Regions from separate parts of the Urocitellus parryii genome. Here region 1 is linked to region 2. Evidence: chromatin contacts called from public Hi-C data. All regions are on one chromosome and are shown on one strand. Each heading gives the region's core, a stretch centred on a gene start, on an enhancer-like site or on the middle of the called end of the contact. The rest is flanking DNA. Distances are from core to core; before and after follow the strand shown.

The links. Hi-C and Micro-C count contacts between places; a contact is called where the count stands out from the background.
Region 1: a contact with region 2 is called in a Hi-C map of muscle, with 4 times the contacts expected there. The contact joins the promoter of Polr2k here to the promoter of Ankrd46 in region 2. A contact is called at or near these places in 2 of 2 Hi-C or Micro-C datasets (liver and muscle).

The regions. Positions count from the first base shown.
Region 1 is chr7:36,415,574-36,418,273 of mUroPar1.hap1, reverse strand. Polr2k (RNA polymerase II, I and III subunit K) reads left to right here and starts at 1,358. Exons shown (of 4, transcript XM_026383949.2): 1 at 1,358-1,433; 2 at 1,921-1,987; 3 at 2,382-2,474. The coding sequence starts at 1,927.
Region 2 is chr7:36,084,303-36,087,002 of mUroPar1.hap1, reverse strand. Ankrd46 (ankyrin repeat domain 46) reads right to left here and starts at 1,356. Exons shown (of 5, transcript XM_026383717.2): 1 at 1,266-1,356.

The DNA of each region.
Region 1 (2,700 bases), core at 109-2,608, 330 kb before region 2:
TATGTCAGGAGGAAAAAAGCCTACTACTTTGATTAACTTTATAATGTTTTTTAACAACTGATTAAGATACTTGTGGCCGGGCTGAGGCTGAGGCAGGAGGATAGGGAGGTCAAAGCCAGTCTCGGCAATGGCGAGGCACTAAGCAACTCAGTGAGACCCTGTCTCTAAATAAAATACAAAAAAAAAAAAAAAAAAGGGCTGGGGATGTGGCTCAGTGGTCGAGTGCCCCTGAGTTCAATCTCCAGTACAAAATATATATATATATATTCTCAATTCGAATAACTTCATTTTCTTTGCCCTACTAACAAGTATAAACAGAATTTTCAGTGAGAACTTTTATTTTTGAAAGAATGCACCTCCACTTTAACAATTTTGTTATTCTGTGGACGAATACACGGGAGGGAGAAAGGGAAATTAACGTGATTAATCTCTTAGATTAGAGCAACGGCTGAGAGAAATAGCTGCCCTCACTGGGTCTTTGCTTTAAAAAAGGGGGCCTAGGACAAAGCCCAAACCAAAAAAGGAAACCAGGCGAAGGACGGGAAGCTGCTGCTGCAGCACTGCCCGAGCACAGGTCTCAAACATCTGAAAAACATAACTGAAAAGTATTAGGTCGGTGATGGCGACTTGGTGGCAACTTAGAACAAAGCAGCCCACTCCGGAATGCCTGCGGAAATGCCTGTCAATCAGCCAGATCTCCTGACTAACGCCTGTCAATCAGCAGGACCCCCTGGCCAATCCTGGAGTTCAGCCAACTCCCCTGACCAACTCCAAGGGGGCAAGGGACCCTAAAAACACCTTTTCCTGTCCCAAGCCCTTCCCTTCCTGCTGTAAGCCCCTTAAAAGTCCAGTCCGGTCCAGCTTCCACGCATTTTCTCCTCAGATCCTTCTCCTGTCCCCTCTGTGGGTCTGATCGAGTTCCGACTGGGAGTGACATCTCAATAAAGCCTGTTCAGCAGCCCTTTTAAATCTGCCTCCTTGGGTCGCTGCCTGCTCCGCCTGATCTGACAGAAAGTGCTTTTATATGTGAAAAATACTGGTAGTTCTTTCCACGTAAACTAGAATAACGGCTAGGTTGGGTTCCACCCGCATTTGTCATTTTCTCTTCTATCCCTCTGCCCTTCTAGAAGTTTTACTTCCCTACCAACTTCCTTAGTCGGAAACACAAACCTCTTCGACTTGTAAAACCATTAAAATGCTTTGTTTCTCTCAAAGACGAAAATAGCTATAAGCGAAACAGACATCTCAATCAATCTAAGGTAAAATCGCATATGCTTTACCGCCTTTGCGCAATGCGTGTTCCCAGGCCTCTATGAGGCGGAAGAGGCGGAGACACCTCTTGCGTCATTGGCCGGCGCCGGAAATTGGCTGCGACGCCGCGACGTTTGGTGTTCTGTTTGGAGACGCTGGGAAAAGTCTGCGTGGTGTGTTAAGTATGTTTCTTGGGGTTTAGGGGATAGGTATTTGGCCCAAAAGTTTTTGGTGTCTATATGCTAAAAAGATCTCGGGTGGGAGCAGTTTTGGGCGGGGTGCAGAATAAAGTCGATGCTGCCGTCATTTCTCTCTAGTTTCTTTTAGCTAGCTGTTGGGAGTTATTATTTTCCCCCTTCGGTTAGACTGTTTCTCTGCGCAAATTAATTTTCTAAACGGCAACTTTTTCATCTCTAAAACAAGAGTGATACATACTAGGATTATTGTGAGAATTATAATGAAATAACATGCATAAAGTGTTTATTAACGTGTGAGTTTTGGGTGAGGTTCAATACTTTGTTTCATCCTTTAGACCTAATCTGTAGTATTTAGGAAAGAAGCACAGATTAGGAATTGACATCATCTTTTTAGCTTCAGGGGAAAATGGGGATTGGTTGGTTTTTTGAGAAGCTCCTTTGAGATATTTAATATTTGAGTTTGTGATTTCAGGTAGGAATGGACACTCAGAAGGACGTTCAACCCCCAAAGCAGCAGCCAATGATCTATATCTGTGGAGGTAAGAGTAGCGGTTAGGTAAAGTAAGAGTATTTTCCTTATTTTTTTCCTTGAAATTATTGCATTTATTATTTCCTTAAATGGATTACTGGTCTTTAAAGTTATAAAGTAGAACACTTTTTAGCAATCCTATTATCTTGGTGGGGGATGGGAGAAAAAGAAGGAGAAAAAAAAAAACCAAACCTCCTGTTAAGACTTCATGTTCTCACCTGGAAAAAGTGCATTGCCTACAACTCTTCTTACCTACTTACTATATTTAGTAATAGCAGCCTACTCTTCAGTTTCAGTATATCTTAGTGCTTTGGGTTGCCTTGGATAAAAAATAGAGTTAAAATCATTTTCTTGTTTGTAATGTTTTCCTTTTGGGCATTGATTAAGTGTGTTTTCTTTTCTAGAATGTCACACAGAAAATGAAATAAAATCCAGGGATCCAATCAGATGCAGAGAATGTGGATACAGAATAATGTACAAGAAAAGAACTAAAAGATGTATCCTTTTAACTATGGTTTATAAATATGAGGAGGAAATTAGTAATGTTGGGGTTGGTACATACTAAGTTTTGTTAACATAGTAATAACTTTTGGATTACTTTGAAAACAAACACAAGTAATATTTTTTTTATACCATTGTATAGATTCATAGTATTCAAATACAGTTGATTTTGGTTCTCATAAGTATTTTTCAGGGATTCTAGTGTTTATAGAAGTTCTCATT
Region 2 (2,700 bases), core at 107-2,606:
CTATTTCAAATCAGATTGTACTGAAGTAGTGAGGACCACAATCCAATATTAACTTCATTATCACTATAATCCTTGGTGAGCAAACATTTTTCTCACTAAACTCCTTTTAAATAAAAAGTAGTTGGTTCAGGACTCTTGCTTATAGTCACACATATTAAGTCTGAGAGAAATCAGTTTGAGCTACAAATCAAATTAGTAAATAAAAAATTACAGGGAATTACCATGTTTGGACCAATAACAGAAGCAGACAATAGAATAAGGGAGATGAAGCTCAAATTCTGCTCATCCTTTGCCAGTTGCCTGACCTCCCACAAGTTAATTTTGACTGTGCTTCAGCTTCCTTATCTGCAAGTTGGAAAAGGTATCTTATAACATTGTGCAAGTATTCAATAAAATCAGTAGTATTTAAAACACTTGGCACAACAGTGACACAAAATAAGCACTGAAGATAGCTACTATTGTAATATAAAGAAAATCATCCCCACACCACTGATAAAACAGCTCTTTAAACCAAGAATCTCCTAGGCAACTACTGTTCCCTGAAGAATGAAAAGTGTTACAATTCAGTGGCACACGTTTACCTTATGTTTGGCAGCCAATTCTGAACACAGTGGAACGTTCTAAAGAATAAATGCCTTTTTCTCAAGGCAGCTGGACAATCTGGAGAGAAAATGATCTGCTTCTTAGCACTGCATATTAATTCGGAGTGGAGGTCTGTGATCACCTGAGGCCTATGTGGAAAGTGTGCAAATCCTGTCTTATCACGGGCACTCCAGGGCCACATGCCATTCTGGACAGTGCACTCACATCTCCACAGCTTCCATTTACCGACTCCTCATTACTTTCCGTGCTGATGAAAGCACTGTGGGTGTCCTAGACCCGGGCAGGCTTCCGCACAGACTCCCGCTGAACCCCGCGGAGCGCGTCCCCACCGCCCCAGGTCTCCCCATCGCGGCCGCGGGTGCACAGGACACCCTCCCCGGACAAGCACAACCATGGTCCGCAAAAGCAAGCATGAACCCTCGTGGACCTTTCCCCGGCCTTAACCGACAGCACAGCCCGCGAGGAAGCCCCCTCGGACCCGCGACGGCCCCCTCGGCCTGGCTCCCCGCGGCCACCGGGCAAGGTTCGGGGAGCCCAGCGCCTTCGCTTCTCATGGCCCACGACCAGGTCTCAGGCCCGGCTCTGCGGGCCTGATTCAGGGCTGGCATGGGGATATCAGGGATTCCCGCCCAGGTACAGCCTCGGGCCCCTGGCCCAGTTACCTGTGAGACAAGCAGCGGCGACAGCGACAGCAGCACCTCCCAGCTGGCAGCAGAGGAGTTCGTCTACTGAGACAGACAGAGTGCTCGCCGGGCCAGAGCGGCCTAGCTGCACTGCTGCCGGCGCGCCCCCTGCAGGTGGGAGGTCTGCGCAGCGGCTCTGCCTGCTCCGAAATAAGGGAAGATCATCAACAGAGAAGATCAACAGAAGAAGATCAACAGAGGTTTATCCAGTTGGAGCCTGGGAGCATTTTCCACTTTTTACCTCCTTTTCTAAGTATATGTTCTACCCCCTTGATTAAATGTAGGTTTCAAAGGCAAGGGCCGTTTTATTAGGTGTTATAAGCATCAATAAATAGTTGCTGGCTACTAGGCAAATCTTGCACAGAACCCAAATAGCAATAGCCAACTAATGGCTAATAGTTCTTATTCTAAAATAGAACCCAGATTTATTTTTCAAAAACAGATTGAATGTTCACACCTCACTTTATAGTAGTCCTTGACTTTTTGCAACATGTCTACAGCCAAAACTAAAAGTGTGGTGGGAAGTTCATGACCCAAACATTCTTTCATGCAAAACTTTCTTCTTCTTTTTAGTTGACTAACTTGGTCCTACATCCAAAGACTTCCCCTCCACAGTAACGGTGCCTCATCTGAATTCCAGCACCACTCACTCAACCAAGCCACCCTCTAAGATGTCTCAGGTCCATCCATTCAAGGACCATCTAGTCAGTCTGATAGTTCTTGGCACAGTCATGTAAATGTTCAGGATTTCTATCAAATTTGAGGAGATCATGATCAAATTTTTTCATATAAAAATTATAAGATCTCTAATCGAGGAGAGGAGGGAAAATAATGGGAGGGATGAAGGAAAGGAAAAGGTGGGATGGGATTAAAATCAAATTCCTTGCATGTAGTATTTTGTCAGAATGAACCCAAATGCTATGCATAATTGTAATGCTCTAATAAAATTTTTAAAAAGAATTATAAGATATCAGGGCCATTATAAGACCTCACATTTTCTTGTGTGGTGCCTAGTCATAAATATTACTCTTTGAATTAATGACACATTAATCAATTTGCCATTGATGTCCTCCTGGTGGTCATGTATTGAGTTTATATCTTCACTGATGTTAATAAATTGTGTCAAATCAGCAAGTAATTTAAGCCTTTCTACAATATATTCATACAATTACCTCATCTTCATTAACTGGTATGTCAAATAATCTAAGAGGTTATTCATTACTTTATTACAAATTTATCTCTTCCTCTTCATGAATTACTGCTTTGATTCGATTTTTTTTAAATTTAGGGACTCTGAAGATAGCTTTTCCCCTCTAATGAGATTAAAGAAATGAACTGCCAGCAACACATATACTGTGGCTTCTTCATGTCACTGCACCTGGGGACTATGACATAACAGGTACTAGGAGTGTTC